Regions from separate parts of the Macaca fascicularis genome. Here region 1 is linked to region 2. The links are chromatin contacts, called in public Hi-C maps. All regions are on one chromosome and are shown on one strand. The core of a region is the stretch at or near the end of the contact, and the rest is flanking DNA. Distances in the headings are between cores, read along the strand shown. Region 1 holds the start of ESRP2 (epithelial splicing regulatory protein 2). Region 2 holds the start of LOC101925346 (lysosomal phospholipase A and acyltransferase).

The links. Hi-C and Micro-C count contacts between places; a contact is called where the count stands out from the background.
Region 1: a Hi-C map of liver shows a contact between it and region 2, with 2.0 times the contacts expected there. The contact joins the promoter of ESRP2 here to the promoter of LOC101925346 in region 2. A contact is called at or near these places in 2 of 2 Hi-C or Micro-C datasets (liver and skeletal muscle).

What each region holds. Positions count from the first base shown.
Region 1 is chr20:64,300,950-64,306,969 of T2T-MFA8v1.1, forward strand. It overlaps ESRP2 (epithelial splicing regulatory protein 2), which reads right to left and starts at 2,360. Exons shown (of 15, transcript XR_012429048.1): 1 at 2,064-2,360; 2 at 1,850-1,978; 3 at 217-330; 4 at 1-105. LOC101925346 (lysosomal phospholipase A and acyltransferase) reads left to right here. Exons shown (of 16, transcript XR_012429041.1): 10 at 3,783-3,866.
Region 2 is chr20:64,139,901-64,146,023 of T2T-MFA8v1.1, forward strand. LOC101925346 (lysosomal phospholipase A and acyltransferase) reads left to right here and starts at 1,813. Exons shown (of 16, transcript XR_012429041.1): 1 at 1,813-2,181.

The DNA of each region.
Region 1 (6,020 bases), core at 1,110-3,609, 160 kb after region 2:
GGTGGCCACAGTGAGGTCCCTGGCAGGGCAGGTACTTGGATGTTGCATATGGAACTCTCTTCGGAGGTCATAGAAGGAGAAGAATGTGTCGGGGAGCACCAGGTTCTGGGGGCACATAGGATTGGGGATGAGTGCCCTGCCCACCCTCAGGACAACAGGGGTCCTGGGACCCTTACTGACCCTGCCCCCCCGCCCGGTTTTCCTTCAGGGGCATACCTTCCTGGAGGCCTCAGGGTGCAGGACCTGTCGCAATAGCTGCTGCCCATCAGTGCAGAGCATGTAGGGGCCCCCGCCCAGCAGAGCCACATCCCCATTCACCAGCTGTGAGAACTGGGGATAGGGAGTGGGGAGAGAGAAACACACAGATTCACAGCTGGGCAGGCAGGAAGTGAGGGTAAGAGGAGGAAGGAGGCAGGCTGCAAAGCTGGTTCAGCCAGATGTTCAACCCTATCCTGCCTGGGAAGAAGAGGCCACACCTGTTGAGCCTAGCCCTATGTCCCTTCCCCTCACCCCCCAACCTTGTTCCAGTCCACTGTCACCTCCTCCAGGCCAAATGAGGGCAATCACATAACCCAAGCCCTCAACACACACACTCCAGGAGTTTGGAGTGGGGCCAGAGCAAACACCTGGAGTGGGACAAGCAGGTGGGAAGAGGCGGAGCAAAGCAGGTTAAACCTGTCTCTGACCAGGCACCACCCTCAGACAGGTGGGGGAGGCCCAGTCCTGCCTGAGGCCCAGAAGGCTCATGGTCAATGGCAGCCCCGCCTCCAGGTCTGACCAACCGAGGGGCAGAGAAACTCCAAGGACAGAGCTCCACACTTGGACATCAGGGGCAGCATGAGCTTTGACCCACACCCTATCGACCGGCTGGCACTGAGCTGTTTGCTCATAGAGGGGGTGGCACTCCTGAGGCTGCCCAGCCCTCCCCCAGCCTCCATGCTGGCTGGAGAAGTATAAGCACTAATCACTGATCCACGGACCCTCCCTGCCAATTCGGTGAAACTTTACAACCTGAGGCTGACAGAGCAAGGCAACCCAGCTCTCCTCCAGCAAACTCCCCAAGTGAAGGGCCCAAAGCCCTTCTGAAACAAAGAATCATCATCGTGGTGCCTCCTCATCAGGAACCACAAGAGTTGTTGGAAGATGAAAGAATGTGTGCGTATAAAGGACTTAGACTATTACACTCAAGAGTCAGACACAGAGTGAGCGACGTAGTGAAGATAAGGAAAAGAAAACAGCAATGGAAACCACCTCCCACTTCAGCTAGGGCAGGAAGCACCCCAGGCCTTTGCACTCAGCAGGCAGATAGTCCCCCAGGCCAGGCCGGGACAGCGCCCACGCCTGGCCAGCCGGCCGGGACAGGCCTAGACGAGCAGTTTACACCTGGCGGCGTCTACCTCTAGGGCCGACACCGCCCTACGCCTCCACTCCAGCGGCTCCCAAGCGGGCCGAAGACGCGGGCGGCAAGGACTGGCGACCTATATGGGCCCCTCGACCCTTTTCGCTTCCGACTGCGGCTCAGGGAGACCTGACCCAGCAGGTCTCCCAAAGGCGTCTCGGCCTCGCTCCCCGGGCGGGAACTGGGGATGGATCCCAAAGCCTGCGTCCCGATCCCTTCGGTAGGAGTAGGTTCCTGCAATGGTTGAAAAGTAAGGCGCCCAGGGGAATGGCCGGCACGCGCGGATGAAAGGGACACGCACACGCGAGAGTCGCTCAAAGTTTCAAACAAGACCCCGTCCTGCCGCCCGGTCCGGTTGGTTGCGGCACGCCAGGTCTAGCCTCCGGCAGCCTCTCCCGCCCAGAAATGTCCTCACGGCCAGGCCGTGCCGCCACCCACCCCAGCGCTCACCTGCTGCAGCACCTTGTCCAGCGGCTCTGCCCGCGCCAGGCTGTCGGCGCTCAGGCCGCTAGCCTCGCGGCATTGCGTACTCAGTGCGGCCGCCTCGGCGCGAACCAGAGATTTGTGCAGCGTCCCCACCTGTGAGCGGCGGGGGAAACCGATCAGCCGCGCCCCTCGACCCCGGAAGCTCCCTGGGGACCTCACCGCCTCCTTTCCACCCTACCTGGCGGCTCCGCGGCTCAACCACTTGCCAGACTAGGAGGATTAAGTCGGTCTCATCCGAGCCCAGGTCTCGTCCCAGCGCACCCGCCGTAGCCCCGAACAGGACGACCAGTGATCCGGGACAGGGGCAGGGGTCTGCGGCGGGGTCAGCCCCGGGGTCAGGGCCTGGGGGCGGGGGCGGCGGCGGAGTCATGGCCGCAGAGGAAGGCGGCGCTCGGCCAGACACACGCGGACCGACGAGGCGCACGCAGGCACCGACCGACGGCAGACGCGGATCAGCTTGGGCGGGACACCGTGTGTCGGGGGCGGCACCTGCGGCCCGGCTGGCTCAGTGGGCGCTGCCGAGACCCGCCCGTGGCGCCCCGCGGGGCGGGGCGGCTACCGGCCCACGCCCTCTCCAGGCTAGTTACCTGCCTGCCCCGCCGGCCACGTGACAGGGGCGGCCCCGGGAACCTTGGGGGAGGGCCGCCACAACCCAGCCCAGGACGCAAGAACTCATAATCCCGGTGTGGGTGTACGCTCAGGATCCGGATTCCTGCTTCTAGGGCTGGTCCTGCCTGATTCTTGGGGCTAACCCGTTCTTCGCTCTCCCCCCACTCTTCCCCAGGGGCCGTCAGGCCTCTGCAAAGGACCATGCAAGAGGCCTTCTCTACTCCGAGAGAGTCACACAGGACCTATGGAAGGCGCCAGGAGGCAGTCTAGGGGCTATGGGGGTCACCACGGCAGGTCTGGGGTTGATGGAAGTCAAAGGGTCAAGGGGGCGGCGAGAGTTGCCGGGTATCACCCTGTGGGGGGATCACCAGAAGTCAGCTGGGAAAGGGGAGGGCGGCGGGAACATCAGGGTTGTTAGAGCTGTGGGGTGGTCACCAGGGATCACAGGTAAGGGTTTGTCCATGCAGACGCTAGGGCCGAGCGGTAGCCTGGCACTGAGAAGTCGTTGTGGGTTGGAAGTGAGCAGGCCTCAATGCTGGGGGAAAGGAACCCCCCCAACCCCAGAGAGCTGCACCCTAGACAAGGCTGAGAGGGGTAGAAGGGGCCTGGAGCCTCGGAACTCCCACGTGTGGGGGCCTTCCTGCTTTCGTCCCTTTCTCGACGATGGAGAAGCTGCCTGGAGATTGCGAGCGCTCTGGCGGATGGGGGAGCTAGCGTTGAGCGTGTGTGCGCGCGTGCGGGCTGCGGATCCTCCCTTTTCCATCCCGCACCTACAACCCCATTGACAGTCCCGCGTTGGGGGCTCCCAGTGCCCCCTTCGCCCAGTGGAGCTTGGTGAGGCTCCTTTATGGTGCATTTCCCGGCCGTTCCTTACTTTCCCAAACTCTCCCAGGGAGGTGACTGAGAAACTGAATAAGTGACTGAGAAACGGAATAATCCAGCAGGAAGGAGGGGGCTCCAGCCTGGCGGGAACTGAGTCACGCGGTTGCCTAGCCCGACTCGAGACTGAGACAGGAGCCACGCCACGCGCTTTCGAACAAGGAGGGTGCTGCATCCCCGTCCCCGGACAATGGAGAGAGCGGAGCACCCTGGCGCATCCCCAGAGCTCATGCCCGGGGAAGGGGCGAGGCCCGGGGCTAGAGAGCTCGGCGTGGCTCCACTTGGCAGCTAAAGAAACAGGCGCCCGGGACGGAAATGACTCCCGCCCGGACACGGCGACAGGGAGAGAAAGGAAAGTGCATCCTTCGCCCGGCGGGTTCGAGCCACTAGCACTTTACTTTCCTTACAGGTGGAGGCGGGCCTTGGTGCGCGGCTGCCCATCTCCGGACCGCCCACCAGGGCACTGGCCCATGTGTCTCTTCCCCCGGAAACGGTAAGCAAATCAGGCGCGGGGGGAAGGGAGAACGTTGCTCTTCGGACCCCGCCTCCCGATAAGCCCGGAATGTCAAATATTTGTTCGCGGGGCAGGGCGCATCCGCGAGTAAGGCTCCTCCCCCTCCCGCCCCGTAGCGCGCCTGCGCCTGGCGGAGGCGGCCCTTCCTGCGGCCACGCCCTTCCAGACAATTTCCATGAACCTGTGTCCCTAACCCCCGCAGTCCTAAAGCTCCACAGAAGCACGTCGTTTCCTCCTCGGCTCCTGTCTGGGTCCCAATCCTACAGCACAGGGTCACAGCGTCCCCGCCCGGGGGTCCGGACGCTGCTCGGTCTCCATTTCGTCCCTCCTGGCGACCTCATCTGTGCAGCCTCTAGGCCCTTTTTCCTCTTCAGTGTGGGTCTCGACACTCACTCTTCACGGAAGCCTCCTTCGCGAGGTGACTGCTCCGTTGTGGCGTCTCTGGCCGTCCTGAGCGCTTTCCCATGGATGACGCGCTTATGCGTGCCCAAGTTGCCGCTGGGTCGTGAACCTGAGGCGCGGGCTGGTAGCGCAGTGCGACTCCCCTAAACTACCCCGAGAGCCCATCCGGCCGGCCCCATAGCAAGACAACTCCTGTCGCTTGGATTCTTTATATTTTTTATTTTTTTTAATTTTTATTATTCTTTTCTTTAAGACGGAGTTTCGCTCTTGTTGCCCAGACGGGAGTGCAATGGCGCGATCTCGGCTTACTGCAACCTCCACTTCCCAGGTTCAAGTGATTCTCCTGCCTCAGCCTCCCAAGTAGCTGGGATTACAGGCATGCACCACCACGCCTGTGCTTCTTTAGTAGAGACTGGGTTTCACCATGTTGATCAGGCTGGATGGTCTCGAACTCCTGACCTCAAGTGATACACACACCTCGGCCTCCCAAAGTACTGGGATTACAGGCGTGAGCCCGGCGTATTCTATTTATTTATTTATTTATTTATTTATTTATTTATTTATTTATTTTTGAGACAGGGTCTCACTCTGTCGCCCAGGCTGGAGTGCAACAGCGCAATCTCTGATCACAGCAGCCGCAACATCCCCGGGGCCCAAGCGATCCGCCCACCTCAGCCTTCCAAGTTGCTGGGACCACAGGTGTGCGCCGCCACCACGCCCGGCTAATTTTTGTATTTTTTGCAGAGACGGGGTCTCGCCATGTTGACCAGGCTGGTCTCGAAATACGCCCACCTCGGCTTCCCGAAGGGCTAGAATTACAGGCGTGAGCCACTGCGGGCCCAGCTCCAACCCTTGGATTCTTCTTTAAAAACCAAATTCGTTTAAATACCGGGCCGGAGGGTGCGGTCCTGCTTTGCTGAGATCCCTTACTCATCTTCAGATGAGTCCTCCCAGATCACCCCATTATTACTAAACAACCCACACTGCTAACCCCAACCGTCCCTCATTGCTTCTTTCTGCCCCCCCGATCCCCCCAACTTAACCAACTTATAACTTGATTTTTAATCGTTTATTGTCTCCCTGCTCCATCATCCCATCCTCGAAGATAGAGGCTTACCTCCATTGCCTGTCACTGAATGAATGAACCGTTGTCTAAGGCTAGCTGCTTCTGCCATAGGGTATTTCAGCAATGGTAAGACACAGGCCTTCGCAGTAGGGTCTCATCTGTGTCCTTTCCTCCTCTCCAGTCCTGCCCCTTGTCTAGTTAACCCCAGTTCTTCCTCCAGAATTTTTTTTTTTTTTTTTTTTTTTTTTTTTAGAGTCTGCTCCGTGCCCCAGGTTAGAGTGCAATGATCCCGGCTCACTGCAACCTCCGCCTCCCGGGTTGACGCGATTCTTCTGCCTCAGCCTTCCGAGTAGCTGGGACTACAGGCGCACGCCACCATGCTCGGTTAATTTTAATTTTTATTTTTATTTATTTTTTTTGTTGTTGTTGAGACGGAGTCTCGCTTTGTCACCCAGGCTGGAGTGCAGTGGCCGGATCTCAGCTCACTGCAAGCTCCGCCTCCCGGGTTTGCGCCATTCTCCTGCCTCAGCCTCCCGAGTAGCTGGGACTACAGGTGCCCGCCACCTCGCCCGGCTAATTTTTTGTATTTTTTTTTAGTAGAGACGGGGTTTCACCGTGTTAGCCAGGATGGTCTCGATCTCCTAACCTCGTGATCCGCCCGTCTC
Region 2 (6,123 bases), core at 563-3,062:
CAGCCCCACCTTTGGCTTCTGCCCACTGCAGGTACTTTCTGGTCATCAAGTCTTTGGAAATCTGTTCTCTGCCTGGAATGAAACTTGCTCACTTCTTGCCTGTCACTCCAGTTCCTACTAACCCGTCAAGGCCCTGCAGCCAGCGGGCTTATGAACTGTCTCTGAGCTCCTGGCACAACCCTCATTTCTTTGCACAGTAGTTATAGATTTGCTGGTCCCCTCTCCCCTACCCCTGAAGGGAGACTTAATTTATCTCTGAATCCCCAGGAACAGCACAGGTACCGGTACAGAACACTGGGCAGAAATGAACCAATACAAGATGAACGTCTTGGATGCTCTGGACATTCCCTGTCTTCCTGACCCAACGTCTAGTTTGGCTCCCTCTAGGGCTCCCTGGTAGCTCAAGTGTCTGTCCAGAGATTGAGATCTCTGCAAGGAGCTTCCCTTTACCCTCTCTTCCACTGGCTTTTGTGGGCGGTGTGGAATGTGCTGTAGGCCTTGTGAGAGCGGCATTTCTTTTTTTTCTTTTCTCTCTCTTTTTTTTTTTTTTTTTTTTTTTTTTTTTTTTACAACCTATTGTATCCTCTGAGAGGGCAGCATTTCTTGGATGCACCTGTACCCAAGCCTCAGACACAGCTCTGGGTTCCTCCAGCAACGCGCATCTAGGGATGCTATACCCTGTGGGCCTTGTGCCCGGGGCACGGAGCTGGGGGAAGCGGTCACCCCACTTCTCTCACCTCCCCGTCCACCTTGCGCCTCAGCGGAGCCCTAGGTAAACAAGTCAGGCTCCCAGTCCCCAAGGACGGCCTTCATCCCAGACCCCAGGAGGAGGCGTCTTGGGCCATCTCGGGAAGGCTAGCTTGCTCGAGAAGGGCAGATCACGAAAACGGTTCTTTAGGCAGTGTCACTTCCTCTCCACTGCCAGACACCCAATTTGGGCGGCTTCATCCCTCCCGCTTTCATGGATATGCACCAGGACACAGAGCTCACAACTGGCTCTCCCGCTCAATCTACTCAACTTCCAGCAAGGGACAGGCCCTGCCCATTGGGCTTCGCCGAGGCCTCAAACGCGCACGCTGTCTAGGGAGCAGCTGCGGGGGCCCGCTAGTAGGGACAAAGGCGCAGCCACCGGAGCGCAGGCTCCGCCCCGCAGAGGGTGGGCCTGCGGCGACCGCGAGCTCAGAGTCCGGACTTGTCGCGCAACCTGCCTCCTTCGGTTTCGCCCCAACCTAGCTGGACACTAGGTCCGGTCCCCGCCCTCTGGAGACTCAGCCATTAAAGTTGAGGTGGGGGGATGAGGATGTGGGCGGCGTCCAGGTAACCCTGCGGGGCCCTAATGCCTTCCCTAAAGCCAGCCATCAGGAGTAACACGATGCGCACCCACATCACCGAACCCAGAACCTCAGTGCTTCGGCACCCCTTCTTGAACATGAGCTCCGCCCAATGAGGAAAAAGGTCTTCTCCACTGGCCAGTGGTGGTCCCCTATCCAATTACAGAGGCTATCGGCCTTCTCTCGTCTAATTTAGAAGGAATCGCCGAGGGAACGCAGACCAACTACAACTCCCGAGAAATAACTGGGCTCTTCGGGGCTGGGTGTTCACGTGACTTCCTTCTCGCGGAGACCGAGTTACGCGATAGGCCTGTGAGGGGGCGGGGCCCGGCACCAGTTCGCCGCGCTAGTAGCCAATGGGCAGCCAGGTCGGACGGGCACGCGTAGGGGGCGGGGCCGGGCGCGCGGCACGGCGCGAGAGCGCGCCCGCGGCGGCGGTGGCGGCGACTGTTGGGGGGCGGGGAATATTGGCTAAGGCGACAGTGGAGGCTTAGGCACCGGTGGCGGGCGGCTGCGGCTCCTGGTGCTGCTCGGCGCGCGGCCAGCTTTCTAGCTCGGAACGGAACGCTCGCCGTCCCGGGCCCCGCCCGGAAAGTTTGCTGTGGAGTTGCGACCTCTTGGCCCGCGCGGCCCGGCATGAAGCGGCGTTAAGGAGCTGCTGCCGCCGCTTGCCGCCGCTTGCCGCCGCTTGCCGCCGCCGCCGCCGCCGCCGCCTGAGGAAGAGCCGCAGCACCCTGGGCCACGCCGATGACTACTGCAAACTGTGGTGCCCACGACGAGCTCGACTTCAAACTCGTCTTTGGCGAGGACGGGGCGCCGGCGCCGCCGCCCCCGGGCTCGCGGCCTGCAGGTGGGTGCCGGGCCAGGCGGGACCGTGGAGCGACCCCGCTTCTCGCTCGCAGGATCTCTCGCTCCCTCCCTGTTCTCTTGGATGACCGGAGACCGATAACCCCTTGTGTGTGTGTGCGCGCGCGCGCGTGTGTGTGGCGAGTTAAAAACGGATTTAAATCGCTGAGGAGGCGTGTGGGTCGCTGCAACGTGGAAGTGGTGGCGGGCTTGGCTGGAAGCAAACTAGTGGGGAACTCGACTCCGGGACGATCGGGGTTTGGAGGCCCAGGGTCCGGGCTGCTGCCCAAGTGGCGTCTGGTTGTTGCTGCTTTGCCAATGTGTTGCAAGGAAAATGTCCCTGTGAATTGTTAGCGCACTGGGTTTTTCATCTATTCTAGGTCGTTTCTTGAAATGTGCGTTTGAAAGATGCTTGTTTTTCAACGGTAGGACCCCTCTAAAAATCACGCACATGTTTCTTTAAATCTACTTTGCTAGGAGAGTAATGCTTTCGAGTTAACGTCCACTCGTGCAAGTTTATCACCCACAGTTAATTCGAAGTGTAACTGTAACGGGACTTTTCTGGAGACTCGATTTCCTTACTTGAATAAAATGTTCCGGAAGATTTTTTTTTTTTTTTTAATCGCGGGTTGCTTTTTTCATAATTTTCCTGGAAAGTTCTAGAAGTCGATTTTTATTTAAAGAAAAACCTCTCCTTGGCAGATATTTTAAAGGAAATCTTGAATTGGGCAAGCTGGGCACCATAATGCTTGCAGGTCAGACCAATCAGGAAATAGAAACAGGATGACTGGGGACTTAGAGGTCTTTTGTGACCTGGTTTGGAATACTGTGGTTCATTAAGTTCAGTTTCCCTGTTACATATGCATACGAACTTCGCAAAGGAAATGGGTAAGATATTTTTTCTTGCCTGGTGTGAGGTGAATTTCTTAATGTTCATGTTGATGTTCAATAGACTGTTCTGTAGAGTTGCATTGCAAAACATACCTGAACGTGAGGCATGAGGATTCTCTAGGCGGTACTTATTTTATTGGTCCTTTTAGTCTTAATATGCTAGATGTCTTTTTCACTGTAGTACATAATTTATAATAGTTATGTGTTGGCTGCGTTTATTTTCAATTCCATTCACATAATTTGAGCACCTATTACGTTGAACCACTCTTACGGACCTTGTTGTGTTATGATGATGATGCAGAGGACTGAGGCTCCTTAAGGAGTTTGGGAAGTAGTTGGAGGAGACACATAGTCCAAGTAATAACTGTGCTACTAGGAAATCTGTGAATGGTGATGCATTTTGTAGTAGAGGAAGAAACAAAAAAAGTGGCATTTGTGAAGAGTGTAGCATTGAATTGTACCTAGATTATCGGGACTTGAAAGAAAAACAGCTTGAGTATTTTTATTGTAAAAGAGAGAAACAGTTGATGATGTCAGCAAACTTTTATTGGGCACAAACTTGATTAGAGCATATTATATACAAATATATGATCAATAAGGGTGTTAACCAAACATATGAATAATAAAGGAATTGAGTGACTACATAAGTAGGAATTGTATATACAACCAAAATATTGAATAACATTTCAAAGCTATGAAAAAAATTTTAATGATCTTTGTCATACACAAAAGCCATTTTGCTATTAAAATAGGTCTAAAAGGAGTTATCTGTAGCTTGATTTATAACTGAAATTTCCAAAGGTAAACATCCGCAGTTTTATTTGTGACAAAAAGTCCACTTTAAAATATTTTGAGCGGTAATTTTTTAAAAGTTTTTTTTTTTAATATTAAGGCAAAATACGTATGAAAAAACAAACCTTCTTAAAGTGAACAATTTACTGCATTCAGTGTTGTGCAGCTACTGCTTCTGTCTACTTCTAAAACATTTTATTCATCCAAAAGAAAACTCAGTATCCATTAAACAGTTGCCCCATATTTTCCCTTCCCTCCTCCCAATCCCTAGCAGCCACCAGTCTGGGATCTGTCTCTATGGTACCTCTTCTGGATATTTTATGTAAATAGGGTAATATAATATGTGACCTTTTGTGTCTGACTACCTCATTCCTTTCTGTGGCTGAATAATATTCCATCGTGTGTGTGTGTGTGTGTGTGTGTGTGTGTGTGTGTATAAAGGAACACAATTTGTTCACCAATTGATGGACATTTGGGCTTTTTCTACCTTTTGGCTATTGTGAATAGTGCTGCTATGAACACATAGCAATTAATTTTGAAATTCTGTTGAGGATGTGTTATATATTCACAGCTAAGTTTTCAGAATTATTTGTTCACAGAGTAAGTTTTCATTTTACTAAGCATAATTATGAGTATGTAGTTTGAAGGAACAAAGTGGATTCACTGAAATGATTTTAGGATAATATATGCAATAATGTGGAAAATAAGAATAAAATTGTTGGTAGAATTCAGATCCTTGCTGGGTTGTATCAGTGTGTTTGCTGAACTCATTTTTGGATTCTCTTCCTCACTGGAATGGAAGTTCCTTGAGGTCAGATATAGTGTCTGTATCTTTTTCAGTTATATTATCAGTGCCTAGCACAGTTCTTTTACATATATTTTATATATATATATATATATATATATATGTTTTTTTTTTTTTTTCTTTTTTGAGGCAGGGTCTCGCCCTGTCGCCCAGGCTGGAGTGCAGTGGCGTGATTTCAGCTCACTGCAGCCTAGACCTCCAGGATTCAAGTGATTCTCCCGCCTCTGCCTCCCGAGTAGTTGGGACTACAGTCGTGTGCCACCGCACCTGGCTACCTTTTGTGTTTTTAGTAGAGATAGAGTTTCACCATGTTGGCTAGGCTGGTCTCAAACTCCTGACCTCAAGTGATCCTCTTGCCTCAGCCTCCCAAAGTGGTGGAATTACAGGCATGAGCCCCCACACCCGGCCCAATATATATTTTTTTAAATAGAGACGGAGGTCTCACTATCTTGCCCAGGCTACTCTGGAACTCCAGCCTCCCAAAATGCTGGGATTACAGGTGTGAGCCACTGCACACAGTCCCAATATTTTGTTAAATAAGTGAATAAATAACATCTGAGTTCTGAATCATTGCTCACTGCTTTTTCGTGGTAAAGGAAATTGATGAGAGTTGTTTCAGTTCTTTGGCTTTTATTGATGAGTTCCATAAATTACATCTTGGTAATTTGGGGCTGCAGTGGTTTTACATCTCTAAAGGTTTGGGAGTACTTGTATCACAACTAAATTTCCATACAGTGAAAAGATTTTTGAAAAATAGTGAGGTGACTGGATAGAGAGTGAGGACAGGGCAAGGGATGATTTTAGTGAATGTCCTAAGCAAGCTTGGTAAAGTGGAAATTAGATGATGTGAGATGGACTTAATAATGCTTGATAATATTGTATGTTGTATACATTTGTGACTGAAGACTGACTTTTTAAGACTGTTATTTGCAGAGGTATTTTGAGATTTTTATTCCATTAAAGAAAATTTAAGACCCTAGAGTCTTTAGCTTTCTTTCTTTTTTTTTTTTCAGACAGTCACATTTAGCAGTGGGGAGTTGTATACCAACTTTAGTGACACTAATGTTAATACATTCTAATTACTCACTACCATCAGACCAGCCTACCTTGTTTTTTTAAAATATAAGATGACAGTGCTGTCTCTGATTTCTCCAGTTAAAAATGAACTAAACTATTTTTTTAAACATTCTTTTACTTAATATCTAACTCTAAATAGATGATATACCTCAGCAGTAAATAGGAAATTTAAAATAGGCACATGTTTAATGTATTCCATTAACATTATTTGCCATTATAAAGGGCAGCCTCTGGTACTCTATTTTAGCGTAGTGATTGTTTATCTCTAAGTTTGATGTTATAATAATCTGTACTTTGCAAATTCAGAGTTTCATTCTCAGGGTTCATTACTAAATATTGACTTTCTAGTCCTGAATGAGAGTTACTGGAAGGAATGTGCTA